Regions from separate parts of the Anas platyrhynchos genome. Here region 2 is linked to region 1. A link is a contact called in public Hi-C data. All regions are on one chromosome and are shown on one strand. Each heading gives the region's core, a stretch centred on a gene start, on an enhancer-like site or on the middle of the called end of the contact. The rest is flanking DNA. Distances are from core to core; before and after follow the strand shown. Region 1 holds the start of CSPP1 (centrosome and spindle pole associated protein 1). Region 2 holds the start of VCPIP1 (valosin containing protein interacting protein 1).

Region 1 (6,274 bases), core at 2,053-4,552:
ATTAGGAGACACTTTCAGGAAGAAAGTCAAGGAAATGAAAAAACGCAGACAGAAAGCCCAGCAGAATAAGACACTAAATAGAAAAACATAGAATAATGTGTTCAGGGAGAATAATATAAATGTTTTCTATGAAAAATGAGATGAAGAGAAAATGTCAAAACCTCTGCAGACAAATGAAGCTAATATGCAATTACTTGAATTTAAGGAATACATCTGGTTTAAACTTTGTGTCTTACATTAGTGCTCTTTTTGATTCATAATATGAAATTTAACATTGTTACAAAGGAGGCAGAACTAGGACAGCCTATTTACAACTCCTAGTGGTAATACAGGACAAGCAAATCCAAAAATAAATTTCCCCCATCTGATTTGTCCTAAATCTTTAATCTCGTTAGTTTTGAATAGTGATAACAGATAAAAGAAATCGAGAAGAGAATAAGTTTCCAGGCACTGATGACTTTTATTTAGCCTATTAAGTTACATAAGAGTAATTAAAAACCTGTTATGAATGGAAAAAAACAGCTTGTCATATTAAACAACTTACAAGTTGGAGCCATCAACAGGAAAATAAATTACTGTGTGGAGGAGGCACTGTGAGAAAGACTTCCCAAAGGCTTAGTGACTCTAAAGTCTGAATTTTTAATCTCTATTTACACTAACATTCATAAGCTCTAGAACTGTTTCTAAGTCACTGTATTGGAATGGTACCAAACCTAATCTGAGCTATTACATAAGGAAAGGAATATTTGCAGCATAGTTTCTATCTGGCATGAGGAACACAATGAATATTGTAACATTCCACACTTTTATTCATATTGCTTATAAGGGCAATATAATGCCCTAACTGTTTTGTCCTTGTGTTTTGAAGTTGAACTACACATTCAGTTGACATGAAGAAAGCTCACACTTATGGTCCAGCACACCTGCTAAGTAACATGGAAAAGTGGCCAAATGCATCTCAGAAAATACCTAGATGTTTTATGTCTTACATCCTTCTGCTTCATTTTCCTACAATATGCACGAGCAGAAACTTTGAGATATGTGAAAAGAGTGTATTATGCTGATAGAGAATGAAAAAGAAAGAAAAAAATAAGACCTTTTCTTATATATTATCAGCAAAGCACTGACAATTTGAATGTGACACATTGCTGAGTTCAGAAAACATACATAAGCAAATATCTTACTGAATAATTATATTTTTATGACCTACTGTATCAAGCAAAGAGATCCTGATTAATAAGAGTAAAAAATTAAAAGTTATATATTTCTATCTGAAAAGAGTGCTATCACAGTCCCCAGTTACACAATGAACTACATTGGAGGCTACTGTGCTAAATTCACAGTGAACTATTAATTTCAAACTGGCCTCATATGACTGCAGAAACTGAGTGAGGTAGAGCCTGCCAACTTAAAACCAATTCACCTCTAAATAAAATAGTCTATTTTCAGTCTAGCAAGGTGACTGAATGGACTGTGTGAATTTCTAGACCCCTGCAACTATTACCAGCAAAAGTAGCAGGCTCAAAACTAAGTTTGAAGGCATTGCTTGTAGGGCACGTGTGGAGAGCAGAAGGGAAAGTGAGACCACGTGAAAACCTAACAATAAACTGCAAGTCCCCAAAATTACTAGGTGCAAACAACAGATTTTTCATGTTTTTTTGGAAAACAGCATTTTGTAAATACTATTCAAAGTATAGATTTTTGACAGCAAAAATCTGTCAGTTTAAAACTTGTGTTTTCACTTGCAAAACACTGTATGATTCAAATGAAAATTACATTAAATATACTATTTATTCAACTAGTGTTGGAAAAAGCCCCGAAGAAAACATATATTTTATATATTTTAACTTTCAAGAAGATATAACTTCATTTTTTCATAGCCTACTTCTTTTAAATTGTATTGTTTCATAAAAGCAATTCCAAATAACTACAAAGCCAGCTACATAGACTTCAACTTGGTCAAATACACCAGGCAGTGGAAAGCACACAGACATTCAAGAGAAGTCAAGTTTGAACAGAGATGGATATTGGATCTACACCCAAACACAGTTAATAATGTATGTCTGCATTCAGGACATTCAAACCGCCTATTAGCATATGTATTATTTTGTGTGTGTTGTACCTGTTTGCATACTGTGCATCTATTTTATCACCTAAAGAAACATTCACCTTTTTACTCTTTCTTTCTCTTGTGTTTGCTCAAGAAAGCAAGGGCAGAAGACTTGAAATCAGCCCCTGTCATTGGGCAGATCCTGTCTACTTTGTGCATCAGGAAAGCCAGACAAGTGGCAATTCCCTTCCATATAAACTGCAGCAAGGGCAGCAGGGGAGTGAAGTGTTTTAAAGAAGCTGCTATATGTCGTGTGTAGTAATTCTACTTACAGGTTACGTGGCCTCATAATTGCTTCACTCAGAAATATTTTTTAAAGCTTTCCCTGAGCCTCCTGCACCCTGAGGCCAGGCAGCACTGGCTGCTTCTCTCTCCTCCCTTTGAGTAGCATGCAGAAGAACCTCTCGCTGTCAGAAGAGTGGGCTTTGCATCTCTCACCTTCCTTTCTTTTTGATTCTTATCTGAAAAAGCACAAAACACCCACGGTCTGGATGCTCACGAATAAACTCCAATTAAAAACGAGGTGTTTCGCAACTACGAAGGGCATTAATGACCAACGCACCACGCCGGCGAGCCTCACCAGTTTACCTCCTCTCACCCTACGAGTTTACCTCCTCCAGAACCCGCCTGTTGGGCCGGCAAGAAGGCGATTTGGGGAAACCTTCAGGGGAAGGAAGAGCTTCACTTCTCCCCCCGCGGCAGCTCGGCGCAACGCCTCTCCCCCCTCCCTCGGCCTGCTGCTGCCACCCCAACCAAACCAAACCAAAACAAACCCAACCCAAATAAAACAAAATAAAACAAAACAAAACAAAATAAAACAAAGCAAAGCAAACCGGACCCTGCCCGGGGCACGCTGAGGCGCTGTGAGGCGCTCCCCCCCGGCGCGGCGCCCCGTTGTCAGGCAACGGCCGCGCAGGCAGCGGCTCCCCCCGGGAAGCCGCCCGGGGCTCGCTGCCCCCCACCGGGGCCGCCCGAGCCCTCCTCGGCTCCCCGGCCCCACAAAACCACCCCCGGGGGGGTGCCCGGTGCCCGTTCCCCCTTCCCCACCGCCCCGCTCACCGGCGGCAGCCCTCAGCTCCCGTCGCCGCCTCCCCGGAAAGCGGCGGCCGGGGGCCGGCAGCGCCCTCTGCGGCTCCGGCGGGCCCCGCAGCGGGGAAAGAAGGGGACGGGGAAGCGGCCGCCGCCCGCTGGGGGCGCAGGGCTCCGCCGCTCCTTCTCCGCCTTCCCCCAGCGCCTCCTGCTTCCGCCGGTGGCCGAGAGGAGGCCGAGCCGAGCCGGGCCGGGAGCCAGGGGAGGGGAGGGGGGGAGATGGCGGCGGCGGCCGGGGCGGGGAGCGGCGGCTCCGGGAGCGGGATGGCGCAGAAGACGTGGGAGCTGGCCAACAACATGCAGGAGGCGCAGAGCATCGACGAGATCTACAAGTACGACCGCAAGCAGCAGCAGGAGATCCTGGCGGCCAAGCCCTGGACCAAGGAGTGAGAGCGGGGCCGTGGGGAGGGAGCGGGGGGCTGGGTTGGGGCTGTGTCTGAGCGCCCCTCTCTTCCAGCCACCATTACTTCAAGTACTGCAAGATCTCGGCGCTGGCCCTCCTCAAGATGGTGATGCACGCCAGGTCCGGGGGCAACCTGGAGGTGATGGGGCTCATGCTGGGCAAGGTGGACGGCGAGACTATGATCATCATGGACAGCTTCGCCCTGCCGGTGGAGGGCACCGAGACCCGCGTCAACGCCCAGGCGGCCGCCTACGAGTACATGGCGGCCTACATCGAGAACGCCAAGCAGGTAAAAGACGCTCCTCACCGCCTGCATGGGTGCCATGGGAGCCCCTGCCTGCTCCCCGTGCTGCTCCGGTGGCCTATTCGCCTTGTGTCTGCCCTAAGGTGGCCGGGGAGCTGTGGCAGGGCCCCCTGAACACGCTGGTTTCCGTCAGCAGGTGCTTGTCTGCCTGCCCTCCTCACGGTTTTGGTTGCCCCTTCCTCAGGACCTGGGTTACTCCTTCCTCACAACCTGGGTTACTCCTTCCTCAGGACCTGGGTTACTCCCTCCTCACAACTCATCTTGCTCAGAAGGTGTTTCTGTGGCTGGTGGCTTGTCAACGGAACAAGAAGGGAGCGTGTTTCTAAACTCTCACGCATGTCTTCTCTAAAAGCAGTTTGCGGAATTAAATATAGCCTAGTAATTTTCTCGCAAAAAGTATTTTATTATTTATAGATCAGTAAGATGATATTTATTCACACCTTCTTGCTTTCCAAAGTCTCACTGCCTAGCAGCTCTGCTGTTTTCTGTAATTATAAACAAAACACAATTCTAGAGGAAAAAGCCACTGAAAGGATAAATAACTTCTAGTGCGACCTAATTATCCAGATTTATAGTTCAGAAATGTAGATAATTAACTCAAAGTCTGTCCCCATTTCCTCACCTTGTACTCCTGGGCATGTCAGGTTAAGCCTGAGCATGCCATAAAAAATCTCACGTGCAGATACTGGTATGCTTCTCCACTACAGGGCAATCTTACACCATGAATAAGCATTGAAATCCCTCTTAACTGTCCAAGCTCAAATAGTTTGAGGCCTAGTTTATCCTTTGATTTCCTTTAATCGCAGAAGTGTTATAAACCATCTAAAATTAGAGGACTCTTACCAAGTCACTGGAGATAACGAAGCAAGTACTTGGGTTATTTTGGAGAATTGTACTTATATTCACAGCTTTATATCTAGTTAAATATATTTAAATAAATGTGAATTAGGCTGGATCATAATGTCAGAAAAAAGTAAACAATACAAAGGAAAGTATATTTTAGGGCTTTTTTGAGGGGAGGGAAGTTTTCATCCCTGTTTATGAGAAAATTTCAAAATAATTTATTTAATCTGGTTTATCTGGAAACTTAACATCATGATTTTAATATTGTTGTTGCAGAAAAGTATGGAATGTGAAAAGGTGTTTTTATCTAAAGATGTATTTGTAGTATCCAGTTCTTAGGTAGAAATAATGGGTTTCAATTTAATAACTATATATCATAATATGAGTATTTCTATTTGCAATTACTTCATTAGATTTTGAAAACAGTGCATGCTTATGTGGGAGCGCTCATATGATAAGATTTTTTTTCCGGTTGTTTATGTTGTGCAGTTTCACGTATAGTTTCACTATTTTGAAATTGAACTTGTGTGCAAATACAGTAATTCAGCTTTACTGGTGCTCTGACAGAGTTTGCATGCTGACTGTTCACATTTGATTTTGGCAAGCAGTTGTGCCTGGAATAACTCTTTTTCACTAGCTTGCAAGTTGATAATATCCCCCTGCATAAGTACTTTACAGAAGCCAACGTTCCAGTTATTTGCTTCTCTATTGGCAGGATCCGATATAGACATGGTTTTAAAAAACAGTGTTAGTTGGCTTTGAATAATAATACACGTGCATTAGTGTGCTGTTGTTCTCTTTGACTCTCTTAAATGAGAGTTGCAAGAAAATATAAATATTATTCACCACTTCAAAAACAAAATAAACCTTCAGTTCGGAAGGTAGTCTGTGTGTTCTATCTCATCCTGACATACCTAGTATTTGGCAAAATGAAGCATCTGATAATTGAAACAGACAGCACTTGGTTAAGAACTAGCATGTAGGGTAGTCAGACTAACGTCATTCAACTCAGTATTGAACAGCCAGGAAACAAATCCTGATGAATTACAGTAAACTTAGGTGCAATGGGTGTTCATTCTCCTTGATGAACTATGGTGTGTTTTGTTGTTGTTGTGGGTTGGTTGCTTGCTTTGTGGGTTTTTTTTGGGGGGGTGAGGATAATCTAAGAGTTACCCAGCAGTATTATTTGGAAACTTCTACTATGAGTTTTTCTGCTCCTAAAAATCTCAAGAAATCATCTTTTGGCTTTCACAGCATACTGTGGCAATGAGTTCTGTCACTTTTGGTGGTCAAAAATGTGCATCTATGTAAGTTGCTATTTTTCAAACCTGCCAATGATCTCACTACATGCCTCTGAGATGTGTTATTGCACTAAATAGTGAATATTTATTCTCTAGGAACTTACTATACATTATATGAAATTATATGTACTTGAAACATATCAATCCTGAAAAATTTCCATGCTGACAAGGCTTTGTTTACTTATCTCAGCATGTGGAGTCTCTTTTGTATTTCAGCTGTCAGT
Region 2 (6,274 bases), core at 1,475-3,974, 140 kb after region 1:
AAGTGCTCAGTCTGCCATGGGACCAGGCCTGGAGACATTTTTTATCTTAGAGACTGCGATAAAGCATACAAACACTGTTTTTTCTGTATGTATTAATCATCTTAATCTTTATAATTTAAATGCCAGTAATAAACTACTTTTCACAGATTAATGAAAGTGAAACCCACTGTTTGCATTGGAAAGTGCAAGCAAAACACATTTTCTATTATTTCTACTCTGTCTAATTTTAAATCATTTGGGTGAGTACAGAATAAACAAGTCCCCAGGATGTTAACATCAGGTGTTTGCTTTACAGCACTGGGATGGCAGAGGAGGGAGGCAGCTCTCATTTTTGTCCTTCTATTTGTAGGGCTGGGTGGGGTGGCTCTGGTACTTGGCAATGCTATCAAGGGTAGCCACCTCAGTGAGGTGCTATCTTGTCTTCCACAAGTTCAGCTTTTGTTTTCCTTTATTAAAGGATAAATCACTGTCAGGAATGAGTTTCAAGAGAATTTAAATTATGTGAGCCAAAAGTAACCCCTCTTAAGATTTCTGCATGAATGTGCTGCCAGCCACATTAATCAGGCTGGAAGATGTGAATATTTTTCCCTATCATTTTTGTTGGAAACTTTAAATAAAAAAGAATAGTTCAGTTGGAAAGGACCTACAAAGACTATCGAGTCCAACTGCCTGAACATTCAGCGCTAGCTAAATTTAAAGCATATTATTAAGGGCATTGTCCAAATGCCTCTTGGATGCTGACAGGCCTGGGGCATCAACCACCTCTCTAGGAAGCCTGTTCTGGTGTCTGACCACCCTCACAGTTAAGAAATTGTCCCTAAAGTCTGGTGTGAACCTGCCCTGGCACAGCTTTGTGCTGTTCCCATGTGTCCTGTCACTGCCTACCAGGGAGCAGAGGCTGGCACCTCCCTGCCCACCTCCCCTCCTCAGGAAGGAGCAGTGAGGTTGCCTCTTCCTCCTTTTCTCCAGCACACAATACTCAAAGTGAGGCTGCACCAATGCTAAATTTAGTGGGAGATTCACCTCTTCTGAGCAGCTGGCTGTGCTGTGTTTAATGCATCCTCAAATGCAGTTTGATCTCCCGGCTACCAGAGCACACTGCTGGCTCGTGTTGAGCCTGCTGCTGACCAGCACCCCCAGATCCCTTTCTGCTGAGCTGCTCTCCAGGCACTCATCTCCCAGCCTGTGAAGTACCATTTCAGATGGCTTCTGGAGATAAGGCCCACACGGCCTCCGCTCCCTCATTATCTGTGTGTGTGACGCCAGCAGGCGGGATCACTGGCGCTAACACCTCACCCTGAGGCCTCCTGTGTCTCCTATCTGCAGCTGGCAGCTGGGGCACACCTCCATGGCCACCACTCACCCCTGGGGCAGGGCCTGGTGTAGCTGCCCAGGGTTGGCCAGGGAGGACAGGCAGGTTCAGAGATGCTTGTTGAAAAACTCCGTGGCTGGGAAGCCCTCGGGGCTCTGCCCTGTATTGGGTTTACTGGCAAGGTTTTGGTAGCAGGAGGGCTGCAGGGCTGGCCTCTGTGAGCAGAGCCCAGCAGCTGCCCTGTGTCAGATCAGAGCCAGCTCCAGCTGGCTCCAAAAGGGACCCACTGCTGGCCAGAGCCAAGCCAGGGAGTGAGGCTGGTTGGGCCTCTGGGAGAGCAGATTGAAGGAAGGGGAAAATCTGCTGTGCAACAGCAGCTGGGAGAGAGGAGTGAGAAAATGTGAGAGAAGCAGCCCTGCAGACAACAGAGTGAGTGCAGCAGGAGGGCAGGAGGTGCTCCAGGCAGGCAGCAGCAGTTCCCCTGCAGCCTGTGTAGGGAGAGGCCCCTGGTGGAGCAGGCTGTCCCCCTGCAGCCCATGGGTCCCACATGGAGCAGATCTCCAGGCTGCAGTCCCCCATGGGTGGAGGAGCCCCTGGTGGAGCAGGTGGATGTGGTGGGAGCTGCTGCTCTTGAGGGACCCGTTGAGTCCGCTTCTGAAGGATGGACCCTATGTTACGGACCCAAATTTGGAGCAGTTCTTGAGGAGCTGCTGCCTGTGGGCAGCCCCCGCAGGCTCAGTTGGGGAAGGCAGCATCCCGTGGGAGGGACCCCATGGGGAGCAGGGGCAGAGAGGGACTGTGAAGGAGTGGTGGGGACAAAGTGTCAGGGACTGACCACAGCCCCCATTCCCCGTTCACCTGCACTGCTCAGGGGGAGGATGCAGAAGGAGGTGGACGAAGGGAAGGTGTATTTAGTATGCTTTGAGTTTCTCACTGCTCTAGTCTGTTATTAGCAGTCAATAAAATGTATGAATCTCCCTGTGCTCAGTCTGCTTTGCCTGTGACAGTACTCAGTGAGCAATGTCCCTGCCCTTATCTCAACCCAGCAGCCCTTTTCAATTGTATTTCCTCCTCCTGTAGCTGCGAGGAGGCGCAGCGAGGCAGCAGGGCGAGCTGCCCACGGCTGTGCAGCCGCCGCGCTGAGCTGAGGCTGTGCCCGCCATCCCACCCAGCCCCACGGGGAGGAGAGGAAGGGGGGGCGGACTACAACTCCCACAACCCCACGGGGCAGCGCGGCCAGCCTTCCTCACCCCTCCCTCGCCCTCCCCGCGCCGCACTGCACCACGGCCCTTGTAGTCCGGGCGCGCCGCCCTCCCCTTTCCCCTCTGCGGCGCCGGGACTCCCTTTCCCGACGGCCCCGGGCAGCGCGGCGCCTGCGCGGCCGGCGTGGAAGGGGCCGAGCGGCCGTTGCGTTGCGGCCAAACGGGCGGCGGGGCCGGCGGCTTCCGCGGCGGATGGGGGCCGGCGGGCGGCGGCGGCGGCGGCGGCTGGCGGAGGAGGAGGAGGAGGAGGAAGAGGAGGAGGGGGAGGAGGCGGCGGGGAGCCCGTGAGGAGCAGCCGGGGGTCCCGCAGGCGATGTCCCAGCCGCAGCAGCAGCCGCCGCCGCCGTCCCCTCAGCAGCCGGCGCAGCAGCAGCAGGCGGCGGGCGGCGGCAAGAAGCGGGAGCGGCGCATCTTCTCGGGCACCTGCCCCGAGCCCAAATGCCAGGCGCGGCTGTTCTTCCCGGCCGCCGGGCCGCAGGGCGGCGGCAGCATCGAGTGCACCGAGTGCGGGCGGCGCCACGAGCAGCGGCAGCTGCTGGCGGTGGAGGAGGTGCCGGACCCCGACGTGGTGCTGCACAACCTGCTGCGCAGCGCCCTGCTGGGAGCCGGCCCGGCCCGGCGCAGCGCCGAGCTGGTGAAGGTGATGGGGCTGTCCAACTACCACTGCAAGCTGCTGGCCCCCATCCTGGCCCGCTACGGCATGGACAAGCAGACGGGCAAGGCCAAGCTGCTGAGGGAGATGAACCAAGGGGAGGTGTTTGACTGCTCCCTGCTGGGCGACCGCGCCTTCCTCATCGAGCCCGAGCACGTGGAGACCGTGGGCTACGGCAAGGACCGCTCGGGCAGCCTGGTGTACCTGCACGACACCCTGGAGGACATCAAGAAGGCCAACAACAGCCAGGAGTGCCTCATCCCCGTCCACGTGGACGGCGACGGCCACTGCCTGGTCCACGCGGTGTCGCGGGCGCTGGTGGGGCGGGAGCTGTTCTGGCACGCGCTGCGGGAGAACCTGAAGAAGCACTTTGAGGAGAACCTGAGCCACTACAAGGCGCTCTTCCACGACTTCATCGACGCGGCCGAGTGGGAGGACATCATCAACGAGTGCGACCCCTTGTTCGTGCCGCCGGAAGGCGTGCCGATGGGCCTGAGGAACATCCACATCTTCGGGCTGGCCAACGTGCTTCACCGGCCCATCATCCTGTTAGACTCCCTGAGCGGGATGCGCAGCTCCGGGGATTACTCGGCGACCTTCCTCCCCGGCCTGGTACCCCTGGAGAAGTGCATGGGGAAGGATGGCATGCTGAACAAGCCGATCTGCATCGCCTGGAGTAGTTCGGGGCGGAACCATTACATCCCTCTGGTTGGAATAAAAGGTGCTGCTTTGCCGAAACTGCCTAGGAAGCTCCTTCCTAAAGCCTGGGGAGTTCCTCAGGACCTCATCAAAAAGTACATCAAGTTGGAGGAGGATGGCGGTTGCATTATCGGCGGAGACAGAAGCCTGCAAGATAAGTACTTGATGAGGCTGGTTGCTGCCATGGAGGAGGTTTTCATGAGCAAACACGGTATTCATCCCAGTCTCGTGGCCGACGTGCATCAGTATTTCTACAGGAGGACTGGCGTCATAGGAGTCCAGCCTGAAGAAGTCACTGCAGCTGCCAAAAAAGCGGTGACGGACAACCGCCTCCACAGGTGCCTCATCTGCGGGGCCCTGTCAGAGCACCACGTGCCTCCAGAGTGGCTGGCACCGGGCGGGAAGTTGTACAACCTGGCGAAAAGCACCCACGGGCAGCTCCGGCCTGACAAAAACTACAGCTTTCCCCTCAACAGCTTGGTGTGCTCTTACAACCCAGCGAAGGACGTGCTGGTGCCCGACTACAGCCTGAGCAGCCTGACGGCGTGCAACTGGTGCCACGGCAACTTGGTGCGCCGCGTCAGGGAGGACGGCTCTGTCTCCTACCTGGACGGGGACAGAACGAACACCAGGTCCACGGGCGGCAAGTGTGGCTGCGGGTTCAAGCACTACTGGGAAGGCAAAGAATATGACAACCTGCCCGAAGCCTTCCCAATCACTCTGGAGTGGGGTGGAAGAGTGGTGAGGGAGACGGTCTATTGGTTCCAGTACGAAAGCGACACCTCTCTGAACAGCAACGTGTACGACGTCGCCATGAAGCTCGTGACCAAGCACTTCCCCGGGGAGTTTGGTAGCGAGATTCTTGTTCAGAAAGTGGTCAACACGATATTGCATCAAACTGCCAAGAAGAACCCCGACGACTATACCCCTGTAAATATCGATGGTGCCCACGCCCAAAGAGCTGATGAGGTGCAGCAAGGACAAGAGGCAGAGGCACAGCTTCCCACCAAAATCATTCTGACCGGACAGAAGACAAAAACTTTGCACAAGGAGGAGCTAAACATGAGCAAAACCGAAAGAACTATTCAGCAGAACATTGCAGACCAGGCTTCCGTGATGCAGAAACGGAAAAGCGAAAAATTGAAACAAGAGCATAAAGGGCAACCGAGGACTGCTTCCCCGGGGGCTGGTCGTGAGGGGCCGTCCTCCGCGCCCGCTACGCCAACGAAAGCCCCGTACTCACCCACGTCAACAAAGGAGAAGAAAATCCGAATAACGACCAACGATGGCAGGCAGTCGATGCTGACCCTGAAGTGCACCACCACCTTCCTGGAGCTGCAGGAGAGCATAGCTAGAGAATTCAATATCCCTCCCTACTTGCAGTGCATTCGCTATGGCTTTCCTCCTAAAGAGCTGCTGCCTCCCAAAGAAGGCATGGAGAACGAGCCCGTGCCGCTGCAGCATGGTGACAGAATTGCCATAGAGATCCTGAAAGGCAAGGAGGAGAGCAGCCAGCCCGCTGCAGCGCACTCGGCCCATGCCGTGAAGCATGAAGACGTCGCTGTGACTAGTAAAATCTCATCGAAGGAGCTGCAAGAGCAGGTCGACAAGGAGATGTACTCGCTGTGTCTTCTAGCAACGCTGATGGGTAAGGCCGGCTTCAGGTTGTATTTTCAAATTGTGGCTTTTAAGTAGGAGATAAAATTCTACAAAATACAATTACGTAAATCTATTTTTATTTTTTTTTGCTGTAACCATGGAGTACAGGTTAGTGTCATTATTCCTCTGTTAGAGGAACAGTCAGCGTGCTGTCAGGGATTTTCAATGCTGTGAATTTTAAAACGTGTGTGTGAGGTGCTTGTTCTTTCTGCACTATGAAATCCTCTCTTAAAAACTGCCGTTTAGGAGTCGATGCCTTTGCCTCTGTCTCTCTCCCTGCGTTCTCTGTTTGTTTTTCCAGCACCTCATTAAGCAGACATTTGATGGGCGTGCTGTGCAAGCTGCACACTCTCGCTTCCTACACCTCCCCCGGGTCACAGGAAATGAATTCAGAGTAGCCGTGAGAAGGGGATGTTGGCCGCTCCTTGGAAGTTTGAGGACCAAATCCCCACCCCTGTATTAGGATAAAGTCCTGGCGTTTCTCCCCATGGAGAGCTGTGCTGGTGTAAGCAGATCAGCGCAGCATCGTCTCCTTGGCTCATCTGCTCGTTTCACGTGAAGGTCTGGGTGGTTTTCTGTTTTATTTTCAAACAGGAACCACGAAAAGCATCATTTCAGAATGCAGGCAGAGGAAAAACTGGAAGAACTGAATGTGTATTTGAAGCCCGGCTGTAGCATAGGGTAGCAAAG

Evidence for each region. A called contact is a pair of places that touch in the nucleus more often than the background predicts.
Region 2: a contact with region 1 is called in a Hi-C map of subcutaneous adipose tissue, with 2.9 times the contacts expected there. The contact joins the promoter of VCPIP1 here to the promoter of CSPP1 in region 1. A contact is called at or near these places in 2 of 8 Hi-C or Micro-C datasets (liver and subcutaneous adipose tissue).

The regions. Positions count from the first base shown.
Region 1 is chr2:35,887,364-35,893,637 of IASCAAS_PekinDuck_T2T, forward strand. CSPP1 (centrosome and spindle pole associated protein 1) reads right to left here and starts at 3,303. Exons shown (of 29, transcript XM_072034556.1): 1 at 3,170-3,303. COPS5 (COP9 signalosome subunit 5) reads left to right here and starts at 3,279. Exons shown (of 8, transcript XM_005019340.6): 1 at 3,279-3,585; 2 at 3,657-3,891. The coding sequence starts at 3,419.
Region 2 is chr2:36,026,994-36,033,267 of IASCAAS_PekinDuck_T2T, forward strand. VCPIP1 (valosin containing protein interacting protein 1) reads left to right here and starts at 2,725. Exons shown (of 3, transcript XM_021272326.4): 1 at 2,725-5,573. The coding sequence starts at 2,888. LOC140001861 (a long non-coding RNA gene) reads left to right here. Exons shown (of 3, transcript XR_011807482.1): 3 at 1-2,286.